2 separate regions of the Zea mays genome follow, and region 1 is linked to region 2. The links are chromatin contacts, called in public Hi-C maps. All regions are on one chromosome and are shown on one strand. Each heading gives the region's core, a stretch centred on a gene start, on an enhancer-like site or on the middle of the called end of the contact. The rest is flanking DNA. Distances are from core to core; before and after follow the strand shown. Region 1 holds the start of LOC109940910 (rho GTPase-activating protein 7). Region 2 holds the start of LOC100278143.

What was found. Hi-C and Micro-C count contacts between places; a contact is called where the count stands out from the background.
Region 1: a contact with region 2 is called in a Hi-C map of endosperm, with 8 times the contacts expected there. The contact joins the promoter of LOC109940910 here to the promoter of LOC100278143 in region 2. A contact is called at or near these places in 2 of 25 Hi-C or Micro-C datasets (endosperm and leaf).

Annotation. Positions count from the first base shown.
Region 1 is chr7:132,607,653-132,611,305 of Zm-B73-REFERENCE-NAM-5.0, reverse strand. It overlaps LOC109940910 (rho GTPase-activating protein 7), which reads right to left and starts at 1,353. Exons shown (of 7, transcript XM_020541276.1): 1 at 930-1,353; 2 at 306-428; 3 at 110-226; 4 at 1-4. The coding sequence starts at 1,016.
Region 2 is chr7:132,454,657-132,458,369 of Zm-B73-REFERENCE-NAM-5.0, reverse strand. LOC100278143 reads right to left here and starts at 1,262. Exons shown (of 6, transcript NM_001373991.1): 1 at 759-1,262. The coding sequence starts at 1,142.

The DNA.
Region 1 (3,653 bases), core at 104-2,603, 150 kb before region 2:
GCGTCTTCGCAGCACAATTACGAGCAAGGGGATTCAGCGCAATCCAAGGCACAGCTCGGAGCGTGACGAGTAATCTAGTAGAACAGGATGCGGTTGAGGTGCCGCTAACCTGAGACGGCAGGTACGGCGGCAGGCGAGGTAGGGCGCCGAGCGGCCGCGTGAACGCCCGCTCCAGCGCACGGTGGACGTTCTCCTCGTGCCGCAGCTTCTTCTTCAGCTTATCCACCTGGAATTCAGCGCCGTCAAGCAAGCGTCAGAACGAGCTACAGGAAGCAACTGAATCCGACAAATCGAAGTTCAACGACATCTTGCTGTAGCGCGAGCTTTCGCTCTCTCCTCGACTGGATCCTGTTCATGGTGCCCCTGGTACCGGCGTTGCCCGATCCCTTCACCGGCGTCACGGTCTTCCTCGGATCCGTCTCCGTCACCTGAACACAAAAACCATCATTGAAGGAGAAAAGAGATGCCTCATTGAGCTGAGAGAGAAAGGTTACTAACGGAAGCAAAGCACAGATTCCTCTGCTCCGCTCTGAAAGATAAGGCTCAAAGGGAAACTAAAGGAAAATATGGGGCTGGGGGAGTCAGTGCGAGTAGCTCTCAGAAATGGCAGAGCCCTGAGGCCAAAGAACCCGCGTCGAGATCTTGTCATAGACGCCACCAGGTCATCGACCATTCTTTGCTCGCAAGAACACTAGATGGCACTGCTCATGAGTTCATCGTCGTACTCTTGCCACATTAATTACTTCGTCGTACAAAATATGGATACCGCAACAAATTGCTGGCGATCGAGGAACACGGAAATTGGTGGCGCAAACCGAGAAATCACCGCACAATGTCACCTGCTTGACGCTCAACTCAACGAAATGTATCCAATTCCTCTACAAACAGCATGCAAAAAAAAAAATCGGAGAGATTGAAGAAGCACGTACTCTGCTGTCGCTCTTCGGGGGCGCTTTCGCACCGCGCGCCGCCGCCGGCCTCCGAGACCGGGCATTCATCTGTGGTGCCGTATGCATCAAAGCAAGACAGTGCGCCTAGAAAAGGAGAGCAGAGGGTTGGCAAGTGATCGCCTCGGCAGCCTGGCAGCCTGCACCTCAGCCAGCCAGGCTGCTATGGCTGGCGATGCCACTCCGACGCCATTAAAGATTCCTCGTGAGCTCAGAGGTGTGGTAGGATCGCACCAAGGTGCGCTCCAGCTACTGCAGGCGATTCAGCGGTGCGTTTGATTGGGGTTGGGAGTAGGAGAGAGGCGTCTGTGGGAACAGAGGCTGCGGCGGCGGTGATGGCGGTGCGCAGGTTTCCTTGGGTAGTATGGCGGAATTGGTCTCGGGTTGTAGTTGTAGCTATCGCGGCCGGCGGCGGTGCCGTTGTATATATACGGCGAGTTGTGGTAACATGAAATGGCAGTCACCCTTTCGCCTTCAACTTCAACTAGCGAAGTGCCTATTTACGGTCTCTATTTATACTTAAATGTAAAAAATAAAACATAAAAATACATAGAGAACACGATAACGGTAGAAACCGTGGAACCAAAAAGTTTGAATGTAATAGAGATTAAATCCAACAAACATCGTTTACCTCTAGTAATAACCATAATTTTTTACCACCTTTGTTAAGATTTTACGTTTCTCGAAGGACCGGCAAATTCAAGAACCTTTCCATGTCCTTTTTAGTTGGTAAAAACAGAAAATTTTGTTAGTGAAAAAAATAATGCCTGACATATCTTTAATTAGATATCTAAATATAATAAGGGGTAATTATGATTATACCTTTCTACCTTGTAATTGTGACTTTATCCCTTATTTTTTAACTTTGTAGTTCAACCTCTCCATTTTAAAAACGAAGCCGCTGTGCCCCTCCCCATAACAACGTTAGTGAAAATCAGAACTAGTAATTAAAAAATAAAAAATTAGGGTAAAATCACAAATATAAGGTAAAAGAAGAGTATAATCACAGTTAACCATGAAAATTTCTACAATATTATTAGAGTTAATTGTTTCTGAAATAAAATATAAAAATGAAAATGAGAGATATGTTTTTTCCTAACGATTCCGTCCATTTTTTCATCCCTACTCACGTCTAGACATCTAGTATAGTGACAGATAATTGAAATATCCAGCGGCGGACTACCCTTGGCCATAGCCGTGAAGTCGTGAACCCTTCAGGCAGCCTCCGAGCCTCGTCCCATGTTTAGTTTTCCGTATCGGCTGAGGAGAAAGAATGATGACATACATCGATATGTGGACTCTACCCAAAGACAATAGACAAAGGCCATACCAATGAAAATGCTTACGTATGACTCGAGAGCTACTACATTAACCAAATATATAGTTTTTTTTATAGATTCACAGTGAAACAGCTCTAAGATTAATTATATATATATCTAAATTTATTTGTTACCATTGCAAAACTCTACTGACACGGCCTAAATACTGTAGCAACTACGCAAACAGCTGCAGCCATGGTCCACTGATCGCTTCTTTTTCTACCGGTGATAGGATTTGTCAGGCCGACGCAACACTGTCCGCGGATCAATTTCGCTTTTCTACCGTCTGGGCCCAGCGGGACCCAGGCACCTGTCGTCCAGAGAGGCCGGTGGATGGGCCCGTGCCGCGCAGCTAATTACACTAGGCGTCTTGAGCCCGGAGGCCGGCCGGGGACGGGGGACCTCAGGAGGGGCTGGCTCATCGAGTCATCCAGCTTTCGGGGACGGATGCGTGATGGTACGTACATCTTCGATCGCCTTCCGCTCGTTCATGACTGCTAGCCTACCGGTTTGGACTGTGCTGCCGCGGGTAACAACACCAAACGTACTCGCCGTGTCACCCACTGAGATTTTGTTTTTTTTTAACTGTTCTTGCTTTTGTCGCGCCGTCGTTCCTGCAAAAGATTCTCGAACGTACTGGCAATCAATACTGGAGTTCATGCGCATCCTCGCCTTGTGAAAACAACCAAAAATAAAAAGGAGAAAGGGAAGGGTGGTGCGCGCTGGCAGAATGAGTAGGAAGCCGACCGAACGGCTAATATAATTGGGCGCGGGAGGGAGGGAGGCAGGCCGATCTGCAGCGGCCAGGCCAGGCGAGCGCAAGGGCAAAGGCGCGCACGCACGCACGTGCTGATCGCGGAGCGCGCAAAGTTGGTACGTTAAGTTTTACAAGCAGAAGCAGCTGATGCTCGCGCGCGTAATCATGGAAGGTCCGGCCGGCCGGGTGACTGCAGCACCATGGCGTCACCTTTTTTTTTTTCCCTTTTTCCTGGAAAAAAGGCTGCAGCCTTTTCGCTCCTGGTGGGTCGCTGGCACGCACGATAGAGTGTGCCAGCAGCCCTACCCACACGGTTGCAGCGGCACTGGGCGATCAGGTTTCCGTTGCACTGATGATGTTTCGCTTTACGCCCAACAAGCTGCTAGCCTGGACCCGCGGGTTTTGCCGAGATCCACGGAACTTTCGTTACCACGTACATGTGCGTTGCGTTGTTACGTACTGCATCTGCATGACTAGATAGGCTAGAGCACCGTCCACACACACACAAAAAAAATGTCAAAGCACTATAACAGTAATGCATGACCTAAAACGATTTGCTCGGACGGAGGGGCGGCTACGTGTATACTGGTGGCGGAATTACCGATGCAGTGAAGAAGATGGACGGGGGGG
Region 2 (3,713 bases), core at 13-2,512:
ATCAATTTCCATATCTCACCCCATGAATTTGAGATAGGCTTATATATAGATGTTGGAAAGTTATGGAATGTCACATTCTAAAAAATAGACTACTACATTAGTTAGATTCCAATTCCTCAAAATCAAGTGAAACAAACGGGCCCTAAAAGGAAATCTGCCAATCAGGACTGCAACAGGTGCAGCAATGGCACATCACGGGGTGCCTGTACACCAGGCGGAATATTTTCGCAGAACAGTACAGGAAGGCAGCACTAGCTGAGGCAATCTACTAGAGGTCTGAGGCACTGGGCAGTGGGCACTGCAAGTTTCCAGCTCCAGCTCGCAGATCCATGCCCGCCGACGGTTGCCAAATTCGTTGCCCTTTTCAGCACAGTGACGGAGTGACCCTGACGGCCTGACCCAATCTTATGTACGGGGGATCTGCAGGCTGCAGCTGCAGCCACTACGTATGCTTGTTTGCCCTGAAATCCTTTAACTCTCCCTCTCTCTCTCTCCTGCGCGCAGCCCGAGAAACGGAGCACATTTTGGAAACCAACGAACGCATCAAAATACCATTTTCAGTCGGCTGGTTGAGGCAGAAAACAACACGGGCTGGTCACGTCAAAAAAGAAAGATTCATGGGCGAGTGCAAAAGAAACATCTTCTTTTCCTTTTTTGGTAGATAAATTTATTATTTTTTTTGTTTCGTGGAGCTGTGTGGTGCCGTGGCCAAGATCTGGGCTGGTGAGGGAGGAGGTCGGGCGCGCATCCGTGCTCACCTCGCCGGTGTAGCCGAAGCAGCTGTGTAGGTAGTTCTCGTCCATCCAGTAATGGAGGTCGCCGACCCAGACGCTCTTGTTCTCCTCCTGCCCCGGCTGATGCGGCGCCGGGGAACCCAGTGCGACCGCTGCTGCCCGCGGCGGCGCGACGGCGTGGAACGGCACGAAGTGAGTCGGCGCGAACTGCGGCGGCGGAGGCGCCATATGGTGCGGCTGCATCACCATGGCCGCGGCCCCGGGAGGCGGCGCGAACGGCATGGCGACCCAATGGGGCGGCACCACGGCCGCCGGCGGCGGTGGGGGCGGCGCCCCCGCCACCAGCGGCTGCTGCTGAGGCTTCTGCACGTCGCCCGCGCCATTCGCCGCCGCCGCCGCCGCCTGCATGGTGGTGAGTGACTCTAGCGCTGTACCCGGACGCGCGCGCCGGAGGGAGAGGTGATGCGGTGAGAAGAGAGGAGGAAAGGAGAGAGAAGATTTGGAGGCGAGTGGAGGGAAGAAGAGGAGGAGGAGGTGGAGGAGGAGCAGCTCGCGGGAGAAGCTAGGCTAAATAAAGCAGGCGGCGGAGGAGGGTATGTGTGGGCGGCGGCGGCCGTCCGATGGAGCGCGTGGACGGCTGGCAGGCCGTCCGTCGGGGATTTTGACCGGATCCACGCCGATGTCGGCCTGCCTGCCTGACCCGGCCCCGGCGGGCTACACGTCGACTCGAGTTGTTTCCGACTTCCGATTAGGGGGGGGGGGGGGGTGCGGATGGGCATGGACGACCATGGAGGCATGGAGCGGGCGGAGATGATAACGATTAAAAAAAGCAAATGTAATTTGTACTAGTATTTTGTTAATGGAAATTGGCATGAGGAAATATATGTTTTCTGTGTATCAAATCCCAACAAGATGTTTTAATTAGGATAACTTTTACTACTAGACACGTTTAGATATTGTATTAGAAACGGAGGGTGTAGCTAGCTTGGGTTGAGATTGAGACAAAAACATGCAGAGAAACAGATTATTACTTAAAAGCCCTTGCTCTTGGCTACGCAAATCAAGTTTCTTTCAAGCAACGTCTATTATTAGATGATCAAGCATGCTGATCAACATGCACCATTGAAAATTAGTTCTCTGAGGGTTTTCCTTCCATCTGTCTATTATTAATTAATTTTCCACCGTTATCGTTGCGAGGCATGCAATAGAGACGTGTCTGAATCTCAATCTACCGCATGAACAGGAACAGCCCCCTGCTGCTGCTTGCGAGATGGATCGGTCGCAGTCGCAGCCAGCAGAGAAAACAACGGGGGGTGACTGCAAGTTGCACCCACAGATTCAGACGCTAGCACTTGTCCACTTCCCTTCCACTCTCTGCCGCGGCCAGCGCCACGGACGACAAGCAACCGAGCCAAAACCCTATCGTCGCCATCATCATCGGCATAAAGAAAACGGGAGGCAGAGGCAGGGCAGGGCTTAGCTAGCGTGGGAGTATGCCGAGGATAAAACCACATGTCAGGCTGTGCTCGGCTGGGTGCACCTGAAGGCACTGCAGGCAGGCGGCAGTCCTTTGCGCTGGCTGGCATCTGCAGGTCCCTCCTTGCGCTGCTGATTGGGCATCAGAATCTGAGAAGCTCATCCCTCTCCAAGAGTGCAGCCAGACAGGCAGGCAGGCAGCGCAAGCAAACAAAACAAACACGGCGCCATGTGGAGTGTGAGCTAATATAGCAGCGCTGCTCTTGCAAGTTGCGAGAGTGGTCGCCTGGCTTGTCGCTTCACCCCTTCATCATATCAGCATTGGGCGACTGCTGGTGGATAAAATTTGCTGTGGAAGGATTCTTCAGGGTAAATGGTGATAGTAGTACTCGCTACTCGGGGGATCTGTAAATTCTTTCGTCTGTTTCTGGTCAGGGTGCAGTGACGCCTGTCTCGCTCGTGTCCTCTCTCTGTCTGAGGTACCCTTCCCTTCCCTCCCATCAGTCAGAGACAGCACGGGCCTAAATAGAGTGGGCCTGCCTGCCGGCCCGACGCTGTAACCCGTAGGTGGTCCAAAACTGAGGCACGAACCATTTTTAAAAAGCCTTTCGTGGCACGTGAGAAGCCCATATCCTTCCCCATCGTCGTGCTCTATATACATGTCCTGTCTCATACTTCACCTCGATCATAAACAGACGAATGTGCGCCGTATGACTGTGTGTTTCAAATTTTATCGCATGTTGATCCAATGATTAACGCGAACGGTTAGAGTTATCAGAGGAACGGTCATAATGTTTTTAACCACGCTATTGGCTAATCTATTCGTTACAAACTAAGCTTAGATTAGCTGGTTAGATTAATTATAGTAGAACCAGTTCATACGAGTTAAGGTCTCGACTTAGCACAAGTACCCGTGTTTTTTTTCGGATTTCAACGACGATATTCTCTGACAGTGGTAAACATGATGTCCTCTCGTCAGCAACAGACTCCTATAGCTACTGCTACTTACATTACGGGCTTAAACCATATAAATAATTAAGTTAATTATAAGACATGTATTAAATAAAGTATGCTTTACGATTTAGTAACCTACATGATCTTGACTAGATGGTAATTCATCGTATATGGTTGGACTTTGTCTGTCTATATAGAAATGTTGACAAAAGGCTAAAGGCATGCCATGTGTGTGCGCTATCATTGAGGCGAGGCGTGCCGCCGTGTGGACGGTGTTTTGCCACTCAAGGAATTACTGTGTAGCGAGGAGAGGTATCGGAAGTTTCTATTTGTAACTCCTGGAATTACACGAGTTTCATGTATGATGAAGGATATACCCTTACCCTATTCTTGACTGTTGGGGCGAAGGCAAAGACGCCACCCTTCGCTCGAGGCCTTCGCTGCAGCCGCTGGTCCGACAGAGACAAAGCGGGCAGGGACACCCTTCGCAGGACTCGGCACTTTGACGAAGGCCTGCGACGACGTCCTCCCACGGCGCGTCCTCGTTCA